4 separate regions of the Mus musculus genome follow, and all the other regions are linked to region 3. The links are chromatin contacts, called in public promoter capture Hi-C maps. All regions are on one chromosome and are shown on one strand. The core of a region is the stretch at or near the end of the contact, and the rest is flanking DNA. Distances in the headings are between cores, read along the strand shown.

Region 1 (3,052 bases), core at 231-2,730, 620 kb before region 3:
AAGTTCCTTAAGATCGGATCTCACTAAATTGCCCAGATTAGCCTTTACCTCAGTCTGAAGTCCCAGCATGCCTTAAGCTTGCTACCCTCTTAGCCCGGTCTCAATAGCTGGGGTTGCAGACAGGCCTTATGTGTAGTGTTTTGCCTACATGTATTTAAGTGACCCAGATGGGTACATGCCTGTGGAGGCCAGAAGAAGGTGTCAGATCCCCTGGAACAGTGCGGGAGCTGACAAGACCTGAACCTTGTTCCTCTGAAAGAACAACAGCAAGTGCTCTTAACTGCTGAGCCATCCCTCCAGCCCCTACAGTGTGATTTCTTAAAAGCATAACTTCTTATACCATCCCCCTCTCGTTTGCCTCTTTCCCCATTGTTCTGCATATGAATTCCCAGCCCAAGGTTTCAAAGGTCAGAGTCCTGGGGAGCCTGAGGTACCATAAAAGAAAAGCCCAAGTCTTTGCTCTCAGGAGGTGAGGGGGCAGTGCCTCTAGAGCTCTGGTTAGATAAGAGGCTGACTGCTCCAGAGACCAGGGTCATAGCTTGCCTCTCTCAAGGTGTTCAGCATAAGATAAAAAACAAAACAACTGGTTAGGAAGTGGCCAGTACTAGAAGGCTAAGAGAAAGCTTCCAGCACTGCTGAGGAAAAAGTAGGTGGTAATGGGGGACTCTGGTGGTGTGACAGCCGCCCTTCCTCTTCTCAGTTATTTTTGGTCTCAGTGACCTGCTAGTTTCCTGCTAGTGGGGTCGGAAACGGCAGGAAAATAATTCTCATTACAGAAACGAATGCCAGGACTCCGGGTCGTCACCGGTCCTCGTTCCCCGCCTCCCCGCTTTATAACAGCAATACTGGGAATTGAACCAGGACCAGTTCAATGGGTCCTGTAACCCCCCTTTTAATTATGTAAAAAACAAAAACACAAAGAAAAACAAAATTGAGACGGAGTCTAGCTAAATTGCCCACGTTGACCATGAGCTTGCCTCTGCCTCCCGAGCAGCTAGGATCACAGTCTGCGCGTTCCTGTCTTCCCTCTTCCTCCGCCGCCCTCGGCTCAGCCGTCTAGAATTTTCAGGGCTTTTCTAGTCGTCCCAGGTGCTCTGTCAGTTTGACTCTTACCTCATAACCTGTCCCTTCATACCCACGCTGCATGGCAATTTTTGGATCCCTCACTAAGCAAGTGAGTTTCTGCCTGGCCAGGACCAGTTTATCCACAACCAGCCCTTTGATGCAAGTCTGGAAATGTGATTGCAGAACCGCAGAACCCTCAGGGTTAGGTCCCTTGTCACGTGGGACCTATCTTCCTCATGCCCCTCCCTACGCATGCGCCCCTCTCTCACTGCAGGTCCTGAACAATGCTGTAAACCCCGCCCAGCCCCTCCAGATCCACCCCCTGCTCTGGAGACCTGCATCCTAATTGGCGAACCAAGTGTTGGATGTTGGCCCACTTAGGCAGGTGTTAAATCCTCAAAGATAACATAATCCACAACCAGACTACCTCTCGTTAGGGTTGTGGCCCGAACCTGGTTTTATTTTCTGACCACTAAAGAAATCATCTGGCTGGAGTCTGGATCTCAGCTGCGGTCTAACCCGGCCCTGTGTCGGTGGCAGGTCCCGGTTTATAGGGCCTCCTTCCTCTTGGGGAAAGGCGCAGGCGCCACATGCTTTATCAGTAACTTCCTAGCTACCAGCCCCAGCTTAGCGCTGAGCGTCCTGCAGGGTAGGTGGGAGGGCCAAAGTGAGCGATTTAAAGCCCAGATCAGGCAGGGGCTCTTAGGAGTTGCCCCTTTGTTCCTTTCGGAATGGTGCGCAGGGCTGAGCCCCCCGACGGGGGCTGGGGATGGATGGTGGTGCTCTCAGCGTTCTTCCAGTCGGCGCTCGTGTTTGGGGTACTCCGTTCCTTCGGTGTCTTCTTCGTGGAATTTGTGGCGGCGTTTGAGGAGCAGGCAGCCAGAGTCTCCTGGATCGCTTCCATAGGGATCGCGGTGCAGCAGTTTGGGAGTGAGTGCGGCGTCCGGGTGCGGTGGCCTGCCACCCTCGGAGAAAAGAGGGAATTTGGGGACCAGAAAGGGGAAAGGGTCGGGAGGATGCTGAGGGAGGGTGGCGGAGACCACCTCGCAGAACCCATTCCAATTCCCTAGGCCCAATAGGCAGTGCCCTGAGCACGAAGCTGGGGCCCAGGCCTGTGGTGATGACTGGGGGCATCTTGGCTGCGCTGGGGATGCTGCTTGCTTCATTTGCTACCTCCTTGACCCACCTATACCTGAGTATTGGGCTGCTGTCAGGTGAGACCCTGGGCAAGGGCAGAAGTCTAAGGCCTGTATCTCAAGCTTCTGGGTTTTTCACCTTCTTCCACCTCTTTCCAAAAAGGCTCAGGGAGAACCTATGCCCTGAAGGGAATTCTTAAACTGAATGACTAAGTCAGAGATAATCCAGAAAACACAAGCCCAAACCCATCGGACTGGAGGGTAGAAGGGAGGTTGTTATTAAGATTGCGCTAGGTAGAGACCGAAATAGATATCATTGCTTACTTAAAAAATTAATAGTGACGCTTTCGATGCTTACATACCCGGGCAATGGAAGATTAATGTAGCCAAAAACAGTAGAGATGGGGCTCTTATTCCAAAGTTCTGTGTTAGGTACTTTAGGAACACTATCTTTTGTCTTCCCAGATCCCATAGAGCAGCGGTTCTCAACACGTAGGTAGCGATCCCGTTGGGAGAGTTGCTCAATTCTTTCATGGGGGGGGGGGGTGGTCACATAGCAGATGCTCTGACTTCAGATATTTTCATTACGATTCGTAACAGTAGAAAAAATACAGTTAGGAAGTAGTAATGAAAATAATCTTCTGGTTTGGGGGAGGAGGGTCACCACAACATGTATTGAAGAGTCAAAACATTAGGAAGGTCAGGACCCACTGTTATAAGGTGTGTTAACCCCATTTTGCAGATGAGGTGGTTGAGCCTGGGAGAGTAAGCAGAACACACAAAGTCACACAGCTAGAAAGTGTTAAAACCCAGCACTGTGAACACCCAGGTCTGTGGGCGTGCAAAGCAGG
Region 2 (3,264 bases), core at 600-3,099, 930 kb before region 3:
AAAATAAAAACAGGAGGGAGAGAGAAGGATCCACCCAGGCATCCAGGACCTTACCATGGCGTGGTAATTGCGATAGAAAGACATGGTCAGGAGGCGGTTGAGGTAATTTTCCAAGTATTTCTGAAGGGAGACGGAAAAGAAACAGATGTAGCCAGAACCTTTTGCATACTGCACACCTTGCTACAGGACCTGCTGCATACCTGTTTGCTGGCTGTGTGTCTGGCAGAGCCCTCAGAACCTCCTCGGGGTAGGGAGGGTATATCCTCGGCGGCTGCCTCTCGGGCTGGAGAATGGGTCACAGCAAAGCTACAGAGATGAGAGAAGACTCAAGAAGGAGCTGGAGACGGGGCCTTGGAGGAAGAAAGGCTAGCAGAAGAAAGAAAGAAAGAAGAAAGGCAGAAGAAAGAAAGGGTCTCTGTCCTGGGAATGGAGACAACTGGGAGGAGGGGGTTGCTAAGGACAATTCTGGGCATCCAGCCTGGCTAAAATATTGGCACAGTACTATGGAGGAGATCCAAGCAGGGAAAGTTTCCTGGGAACCAGGGACAAGGGAGGGGGCACGGCACAGAGCTGAGGAAGGAAAATGCCCAGGGGATAAGAGTCAGACAGACAGGAGTGAGTGAGGCTGCCATGGGGTGAGAAGTACCTGCCTTTCACGGGAAGCAACCGAGTTCTACTCACCGAGCCAAAGGGAGCAGACTCATCAAGACTTTGTGTCTCTGGAGGTCCCGATGCAGCTCCTGAAAGTGTCGGAACTTCTTCTTGGTTGTCCAGGTAAAGTCACCATGCGTCAAGCGAACAGAATATAGAGTACAGGTTCCCACCTGGGGATATGAAAATCTAAAATATGTCTTCTGGCCCAACCCAGGCCTCCACTTGGGCCAGGACTCCCTCTCTCGCCTTCCCTGGTATCCGCTGGTGACTGACCTTGGATCCGCTGGTGTATCTTTCGGTGCCCACCACCTGGGCTATAACAGGGACCCCAGGGGCGAACACCAAGGGGTGTGCTTTCAGAGGCTGAAGGTCATAGATGGCCAGATAGGGATGCATTCGATCAGCTGGGAGGGGAAAAAAGCAAAACAAAAACAAAACAACCCAAGGGTGTAAAGATCTCAGGAGGCCTCAGATCCCTATCTCCCCTCTCTGGGAGCCATCTCCCTCTATACCTGGATCCTCTCCTTCCCTCAGAGTGTCAACCTCATCTGGCTCCATGTGCAACTGGCTGGAGTTCAGATAGTCCCCATAGGGAAAGAGGTTCTTCTGGGTTACAGTCATCCTAGGAATATGAGGAAGCCTCAGGAAGGGACTCGCCCTACAGAAACACCCCTTCCCCATCCAACGCCCCCGGTCGGTCCTCTCCCGTCTTACTCAGTGACTCTCAACGTCTAGGGTTGTAGACCGACGCCCCTCTAACACCCACCCCTGCAACCTCCATTCCCTCCCCCAGCCTTCAACCAGAGCCTCTCAGCCCCGCTTCTCATTCCAAATTCAGGTCCAAAAAAGCACCTAGCTAAGGTGGGATGGCCTCGAACTGGGGCGAGGTTAAGTCCAAGGGAGGAGCCCTGGTGACAGCGAGGCTCGAAGTCAGGTCAGACTGGCTGGAAGCAAGGGTCCGGGCGGGAATGAGGAAGTTGCGCGCTCCCCGCCCAGGAGAGAGATCCCGAAATCTGGACGAGCGGCTGAGTCAGAAGGCCGTTGCAGCTCCAGCCCGACAGCGTCCCCGCCCGGTTCCCGGGGCTCCGGACCTCAGCCGCGCCACGTCCCGGGCCCCCGCACCCTGGATGCGGACCCCGGCGCCCGTGCGGGTTCGCAAGCAGGCAGAACTCAGCCAGGAGCCTACACCCCAGAGGGCCGGGGCGGGGCCGGGGTTCAGAGCCTGCCCTCGGGGGGCGGGAAGGCCCCCAGGGCTCACCTCCACGACTGTCGCGTCGACTGGGTCCCGCCCCCGCCGTCCTCTGCCCGCCCTGCGTTAGAGACGCCCGGGCCCGGGCCGCCCACTCCGGAGGCCGCCCACTCCCCAGGGCTGTCTTCTTCCTCCAGCTGCCCTCGGGGCACCTGCTGGCTATGTCCAGCACCCCCCAGTGTGCGATCCACGTAGTGCACATTCCTCTACTGCGCGCGCGCGCGCGCGCGGCCATTGGGTAGTCTGGTCCCCAGCACTGCCTGGAATCCGGGCAGAACGGCCTGGGTTGCGAGGACCTGCAGATGTCCCCTTGGTGGGCCCGGTACAGATAGCCTTTGTTGATGGAAGGTAATAAGAGCATAAAAAGCCGAGTGACTGCCAAGTTCGTTGCTGTATGAGAAATCGCATTCTTCATTCTTGAAACGCTCTTTTAACGCAGGAGTGATTAGCCCGACACTGAGCGACAATAACAGACCAATTTCGGAACCTGGAACCTAATCGCCTGTAAATTTCAGTCTGGAAAAAACTTTTTTTCCCCAGATCCTAAAGGCTGTCCTTTTTTTCCCTTCCAAATTTCCGCTGAATCATCATTTGAATTGTTTTAGGTTTTGTTCACTGGAAATGAACCTCCAATAAACATTTATGTGCCAGTCATTTTTGTGGACTTATTATTTTAATTCCTCTTCTGTAAACAACTAGAGTGGAACTACTGGGTCATATAAGTGTATGTTTAACTTACTGTTTGCTGTCGAGGTCTGGGCTTGGCAGTTTGTAGCTCAGCAGCACAGAGAATTGGAGAGAGTATTGTGAAGCTTGGGCATTGAGACCAGCTGAGGCTACACAGCAAAACACTGCTGAAAAAACAAACCCCGGGGCTGGAGAGATGGCTCTGTGCATGAGCTGAGGACCTGAGTCTGATTCCTAGCACCCACATGGCTGCTCACCAAGCAGTCCCCAGGGGATCTGATGTTCTCTTCTTGCCTCTGTGGCCACTGCACACACAAAACATTTATACACACAAAGCCAAAATAGAGAAAACAATTAAATACAAAAACTTTCCAAAATGGCTCTTCTATTTTATATTTCTAAAAACCAGTGTATGGTACTTCTGTTGTAGCTGCTCCATAGCACGGTGCACATTCAATTCCATAGATCCTTCCTGTTATCCATTAGAGTGGTCTGAAAGGTTTACCACTGCAGTCTTAATTGTACATCTCTGAATATTAACAGCGTTAACTGTATTTCCTATTGTCTTAGTTAGGGTTTTACTGCTGTGAACAGACACCATGAAAGGCAACCCTCATAAGGACAACATTTAATTGGGGCTGGCTTACAGGTTCTGAGGTTCATTATCATCAAGG
Region 3 (3,433 bases), core at 65-2,564:
CTCAGATAAACAGGATCCTGTCTCAAGAAAAGAAAAATAAAAACCAACCAACCAACCAACCAAACAAACAAACAAAACACATTACTAGCATCACCGAGAGTAATAAAATATCATAGTGGCATATTTTTATAAACCCAGAATGTGGGGGGCAGAGGCAGGAGCATCTCTTCAAGGCTAGCCTTGTGTACAGGATCCACATGGTAGAAGAAAAAAACCAATTCCTCTAAGTATGGACTGTGGTGTTCCTGCCACAGAAAGAAATAAAGATAATGGCCTTCTTCCTCTTCCTCTTCCTCTTCCTCTTCCTCTTCCTCTTCCTCTTCCTCTCCTTCTCCTTCTCCTTCTCCTTCTCCTTCTCCTTCGATTTATTTATTATTATATGTAAGTACACTGTAGCTGTCTTCAGACACACAAGGTCAGATCTCATTATGGATGGTTGTGAGCCACCATGTGGTTGTTGGGATTTGAACTCAGGACCTTCAGAAGAGCAGTCAGTGCTCTTAACTGCTGAGCCATCTCTCCAGCCTGCCCCTCTTCTTCTTAAGCTATTGGGCTGCAACATCACTCCAAGGGAACCCAGGTTCCAGAGCTGGGGCATCAGGTGTAGGTGCTCCAGCAAGCGTGGGCTGGAGATCAGACCTGGTGGGGAGGGGCGGCTGGAAGGCAGGACCCATGCAGACCTGGCTGTAGATCAGGGACACAGGGAAATTTTGGGGCTCAAACAAGTTTGGAAAGATGGCAGGGACCCTGGTCATGGAGAACAGGTAGGTTGGACAAAGGAGCCAGTGGAACCGAGAAGAAGGGCGTCCTGTGGTGGCTTCTATCCCTCTCTATGTTCTAGTTTCTAGGCTCTTTCTTGGTGTCTGGCGCTTGCTTTTCTTTATTCCTCTCACATTCAGCCCTCTGTTCCGGAGGCTTTCGAAGTAACTCTATCTTAGTCTCTTTTTAAATTCCCTGCCCCGGGCCCCCCACTTTTGAGTACGTATCAGCTCGTCTTTCAGTTTGAGCCTCTCAGGAGGTGTTCTCTTCTTTAGGTCTACCCAGACTCTCACCCTCTTGTCTTCTTTTCCAATCTTGTTTCAGTACTGTACCTGGGGTCTGGGGTAGGAAGAACCCGCTAGGACCAAAAAAAAAAAAAAAAAAAAAAAAAAAAAAGGCGCCAGGGGGCGGGTCCAATCCATCTTCATTTGCATATGTATGAGGTCTCCTGAGCGAGCAACGAAGAGGCGGGGTTCCTGAGGGGTGGGTGGGAAGGGGGCGGACACCCTCAGAGTCACAGACTATAAAGACTGTGCGCAGGGTTCGCGCTCCCCGCACTGCTGAGGAGCGGAGCCTCCGATTGGGGGGCCCCTATCCTTGTCTTTCCCCCACAACTGCTTGTCCCCGCCCCAGCTCCCACTGGCTGGGCCAACTGTGGTGTGGCTGTCGCCGTTTGTCGGAGGAGCCTTAATCGGCCACCTGCCGCGTTCTACAGCCTCTTTGCATCTCGGATTTCGGGGCGGCTCCCTCCCCCATCTTTCCCTGCTTCTTTGCACCCCGCTTTTTCTGCGTTTCGCTCGAATTTTGGAGCCGTCTGGTTTTGCACCCCTTTTTGTTTTGCTTCTAGGCGGTGTGTGGGGTGAAGGTGCCTCGGCATCCCTTTCCCTGGTTATCTTTCCCTGTTTTGACAGCCCCCCTTTCTATCGCAGTCGGGGGGCCTAGCCTCGGTGCACCTTCGCCGCACTGCCAGCAGACCACAGTGCGTGGCTGTGCACCCCGGAATTTGCAGCAGCTGTATATCTGACTGGAGTCTCCCTGCCTCGCTCCCGCGCGCATTTGGTGCGTGGAGGGCTTCAGCGCGCGACGCCCCGGCTTCTCCGCAGCCCCCAGCAGCGCGCCGGGACTCGCCCCGTGCCTCCAAGATGGTCATCCAGAAAGAGAAGAAGAGCTGCGGGCAGGTGGTTGAGGAGTGGAAGGAGTTCGTGTGGAACCCGCGGACGCACCAGTTCATGGGGCGCACCGGGACCAGCTGGGGTACGCGGGGCTGGCGCGGGAAAGGTGGTAGCTGACCGCTCGGCGATGCCTTTGGGGCGCAGGGTCCCGCGGGCGTCGCCCCAGCTCCCCTGCCGGGTCCCTGGCGTCCAGCCCCCACTGTCGGGCTTTGGATCGGGAGGGGCCCCGAATCAGCGGTCTAATCTCTCTGACTGGCCGCTGCGGAGGCGGAGAAAGTAGGTCACTGCCGCCTGCCCGCCCCCCGCGGAGCCCCCTCGGGCGGGGGGTCGCGGGCTCTGCGCGCGTGTCCGTGCCACGGCGCTCCCGCTCCGGCTCAGGCCCTGCGGCTGCACACGGTCATCATCCCTCTCCCCGAAGAGTGCCCTAACTCTCCCTCTGGCTCTCACTAGCTAGCCAACCTCGTTTATTTTTAGCTCTCACCCACCCCCTTGGACCCTGGGAACATTCATGAGGAGGCGGATCTGGCAGGGGGGTCTTGGGAGGGGGGGTTCTTAACAGCGGAAGTTGTTTGTCTGTATTCCACCATTGGGCGTTTGGAGTCCTCTGTGGCTGCTTTGTGGGTGGGGGGCTGCCAGGAGGGATGGTATTTTTCCAGGCTTGAGGTTTTCAGATGTCAGAGGTGGAGGGAGTAATGGTCACTGTGCTGATATGGGTACATCCTCAGGCAGGGTGTTTACATGGGACTCAGATGCCTTGGAAGAACTCTCTACCCTTACCTCATGGGTGTGCAAGGACTTAGGTAGTCAGGGGCTGCTGATGGGTACCCGGTGAGGTAAGGGTGACTGACAGTCTTGCAAGACAGTGCCAAGCTGGAGAATTGAAGCACAAGGGATTCTGTGTGACATAATTTACGACATATCCACATCGATTGGACACAGTCTTCATCAGACCACCCACCTGAGGCTTAGGGGACCATGAAAGGAGATCAATGCAGCCCTTGTCCTCAAGGAACCCAAGACCCTGTGGGATGTGAAGGATCAACGATGGATGCTTGGGCTACTCAGAAGCCTCCACAGAGGAACTGTCTTCTTAGGTAGAAAGACTGAGAGTTCAGGGAGATTGGAACAGCATGTCCTCCTCACTGGAGGCTTAGGATAGGAGTCCTGAGAGATGATGTCCAGGGAAGGCTTCTAGGAGATTCTGTCTTCTCCTTGACTCTGGCCAAGATCCTGTGTGAGTTAAAGGTGGGGGTGACTGCTGGGCCATTAGCCCCTCATTTCAGGGGCTGCTTCCTCAGGGCGAGAGACAGACAGACAGACAGACAGATCTTGCTACCTGAGTCCTCTGAGGTGATAAGAATTTGGCTGAGAGTGCTGCGCAGTTACCAGGTTGCATCCAGATCCTTGTGCTCTGAGACGGCTCTAACTTCGAGTTCCGATACGGCAGGAACAGATGCTGCCTTTTCAGGACCGTGCAGGGTTGAGAAGTTGGAAATGCATTA
Region 4 (3,289 bases), core at 550-3,049, 560 kb after region 3:
GAATGAAACAACTTGAGAGCGTCCAGCACACATCCACAACCCCAGCACTAAGGAGGTGGAGGCTCCTGGTTAGGAGAAAGGCAGCCTGCAGCCTGAGCTAAAGAAGACCTTGTTTTGTTTTGTTTTTTGTTTTTTGAGACAGGGTTTCTCTGTGGAGCCCTGGCTGTCCTGGAACTCACTCTGTAGACCAGGCTGGCCTTGAACTCAGAGATCCACCTGCCTCTGCCTCCCAAGTGCTGGGATTAAATTAGTGCACCACCACCGCCGCCGCCCAGCTAGAAGACCTTGTTTTAACATCACCCTCCACAAAAATAATTAAAAAGCAAAGTAAATGAACGAATGACAAAACAACCCAAGGCAAGAGGCTACTACACCAATTCCCCTGACCCCAGCCCACCGCAGGCACATCACTGCCCAGTCTGGATAGTTCTAAACACATCACCCAGGCTTATGTAAGAGCCTGAGCTTGTGAAGTTGAAACAAAACTTCATCTCTTTCTAGGAACAGAACATAGGGATACTGATGGCTTTAGGGGTGTTGCAGGATATTTGACCACACTGTGACCCTCGGGGATGACAAATTAGGCCAGGAGAATAAAAGATATGTTTACACTTGGGTCACTTCACTTTCAAAGTTCTCTGAGTAATAGATATTTTCCTGTGATAGTAAATCAGGGTAAAAGTAACAGGACTGCACGCTTGTCAGTTTGACTCAGGGCTCCACAGAGGAGGAAGCTGGGACAAGGAAAGAGATAGACTGTCCAGGATGCTCAGGTCCCACCAACAGGGAACAGACTATATACAGTGAAGGGCTCTTCATCTGGGGGTGGCCACAGGATCCCATCATGTAGCCAAGTGCGTTACGGGTGTGCTGTATTACAGGTGTGCACCACCGTGCTTACTATCTCCAGTGTGGCGCACACGCACGCACATACACACAGCATTTCAAATCTACTTGGATTCTTACTTCCCACCGCTCAGTACGATACATTCCAAAGCTGGAGTGTAGTATGGATGGTACATCAAAACTTGGAAGCTCTGGGGTTTCATACCCAGGGCCGTACATAAATATTTAGATCATTCGGAACCTTTTAAACCGTAACCTTCTATTCTATAATCTATTTCCTGTGTAGTTAATTTTTTCAGACTCGAGAGTGAGATTCACGACCCGAAAGCACGATGATGTTTGCTCAGTCCCAACTATTATTGTACGTGACGAGCAGGCTCAGCTCTACGGAAGCCCTCAGATTCAGGTTGGCAACATCTGCTACGGTAAGACTGCAAGTGATCAGACTGAGTTTTGCAAGCAAATTCTTGAGGCCCACACGTCGGAAACGCTTAGAGTCCGGCCATTTGCAAGGCCAGCCTCTATCTTCATGGACTCTTCTTCCGGGGGACGTGGGGCGGGGAATGTGGCCAGGACCTTACCGTCTTTGAGCCGTAGGGCCACGGGTAGGCGTTCTCCTTCTGAGCCATTCTCCAGGGCGAGAGCGGGAGGGGAGCTGGACAGAGAGGGAAACAACAGCGAAGGCAAGAGATGCAGAGGCAGATCCCCGGGGAGTGCAAGCCTGGGCGGGCAGAAGGAAGCGAGTCAGCACGCAGCCAAGGTCGGGGGTACTCCTGCACCTCTCCTTCCAGGCGGATAGCGGGCACGTGGATCCGCCCAACGGAACCCGATCAGCCCCGTGGACCACTGCAGCCCCCGCAGTTCCCCGCAAAGCCGCAGCCTACGCCACTAGGCGCTCGCACACGGAGAACCGGTTTACCCCGCGACCCGGACGCTTTCGAATCTCCCGCTCTAGGTCCATTGGCTGAGCCGCCACTCAGCCCACTCTCATTGGCTACGTTTTTTGTGATGTAGTCATTGAAACAGAACGAAGGTGTGGCCTAAGAGGCTTCTTTTTACTAGTTTGAAACTGTGTCCCAAGATGTGCACGCTCCTTTTTCTAGTTATAAAAAATTAAATATTTAAATTGGGCGGTGGTGGGGCGCACGCCTTTAACCCCAGCACTCGGGAGGCCGAGGCACGTGGATTCGTGACTTCGAGACTAGCCTGGTCTACAAAGCGAGTTCCTGGTCAGCCAGAGTTACACAGAGATACCCTGGGGGGAGGTAGAAAATAATAATTATATATAAATAAAATATATAGAGTAAACATTAATATGACCGAGTTCTTTCCGAAGACCTTGGTTAAATTGTCTGGTTTCCACGAAAATTTAGATGCTACCCTTAATATGATCTTTGAAAATACAGTCTTTTTTCAGTATCTTTGGTGTATTGCCTTTACAATGCCCCATAATATTCAATTCAAGCAGATGCTTAGGTCTATTATATATACAGACATAATATTGTATATGACACAGTATTTGCATAGGGTCTGTAATTCTCTAGGCTTCATTGATTAATTCCTAGATCACCTAACTACCTAATACAATAAAAATACTGTGAGACAGCAGTAAGACCTAAGTTAGGGAATATGATGCCGGGAAAGTCTACTACTCAATACAGATGCAATCTTCTAGATGGGATGGGTAGAGGTGTAGGTTAGACAGACAGACAGACAGACAGACAGATAACAGTTGAATCTGTGGGTGTATAAATCATGAATTTGGAACTGCATTTCTGGGTTCTCTATCCTACCTGTCTGTTTTGTATTTGGTTTTTGTTTATTCAAGACAAGGTCTCTCTGTCCAGCCCAAGTTGGCCTTTAATTCAGCCCAGGCTGGCCTTGAATTTCTAATTATCTCACTGCACCACTGACAAGCCCAGTTCATTTCTTCCGTTTGTATTTTCTTAAGTATCCTGTTTTCCTAGGAAGAGCTTTCAGCCAGTGGCATGGTCTACATTCCTGGGCTAGGTACACTCAAAATCCACTCTCTTGCACATTTTTTGCTTATGTGTCCTTACTATTTTGTTCTTTAAAATCCTGCAAGGTTTCTGACAGTAGGCTTGTAATTTTAGCACTCTGGAGCCTGAGGCAGGAGGATTGCTAGGAGCTCCAGGCTACAGTGTGAGCTGTTTACTCCAAAAATATATATAAATTAAATCCATTTCCAATTCTATACGTTAGCAATTCCCGATGAATTAGCTCTTGGTTTTTCTTATATTCCTTGAGTCATGGTAGAGATGGCTTCTGCTGGCCAAGTCACACTGAAGCTGGCCACGAGGGGTATTTTCACTACTTTCGTGCTAAGGGCTGATATTTCATGTGGCCAGGAAGTTCATAACTCTTTTGGGACTCCAAAGCTCTGGCATATACAACTTCTGCAACAAAGACTAGTCCACTGTAT

Evidence for each region. Promoter capture Hi-C pulls out the DNA fragments that hold promoters and counts their contacts. Capture Hi-C pulls out chosen DNA fragments and counts their contacts.
Region 1: a contact with region 3 is called in a promoter capture Hi-C map of hippocampal neurons, with 2.8 times the contacts expected there. The contact joins the promoter of Slc16a13 here to the promoter of Atp1b2 in region 3. A contact is called at or near these places in 6 of 39 promoter capture datasets (cranial neural crest, fetal liver, hippocampal neurons and 2 more).
Region 2: a promoter capture Hi-C map of liver shows a contact between it and region 3, with 2.2 times the contacts expected there. The contact joins the promoter of Pld2 here to the promoter of Atp1b2 in region 3. A contact is called at or near these places in 3 of 39 promoter capture datasets (liver and pre-B cells).
Region 4: a contact with region 3 is called in a promoter capture Hi-C map of liver. The contact joins the promoter of Aurkb here to the promoter of Atp1b2 in region 3. A contact is called at or near these places in 12 of 39 promoter capture datasets (cranial neural crest, embryonic stem cells, erythroid cells and 7 more), 2 of 115 datasets of contacts at active chromatin or transcription factors (bone marrow-derived macrophages and forebrain) and 1 of 9 other capture datasets (liver).

Annotation. Positions count from the first base shown.
Region 1 is chr11:70,219,422-70,222,473 of GRCm38.p6, reverse strand. It overlaps Slc16a13 (solute carrier family 16 (monocarboxylic acid transporters), member 13), which reads left to right and starts at 1,480. Exons shown (of 4, transcript NM_172371.3): 1 at 1,480-1,995; 2 at 2,136-2,279. The coding sequence starts at 1,797.
Region 2 is chr11:70,538,857-70,542,120 of GRCm38.p6, reverse strand. It overlaps Pld2 (phospholipase D2), which reads right to left and starts at 1,849. Exons shown (of 25, transcript NM_008876.3): 1 at 1,507-1,849; 2 at 1,167-1,276; 3 at 928-1,058; 4 at 682-824; 5 at 201-306; 6 at 55-120. The coding sequence starts at 1,275.
Region 3 is chr11:69,603,841-69,607,273 of GRCm38.p6, reverse strand. Atp1b2 (ATPase, Na+/K+ transporting, beta 2 polypeptide) reads left to right here and starts at 1,314. Exons shown (of 7, transcript NM_013415.6): 1 at 1,314-2,013. The coding sequence starts at 1,902.
Region 4 is chr11:69,044,147-69,047,435 of GRCm38.p6, reverse strand. It overlaps Aurkb (aurora kinase B), which reads right to left and starts at 1,799. Exons shown (of 8, transcript NM_011496.2): 1 at 1,428-1,799. The coding sequence starts at 1,475.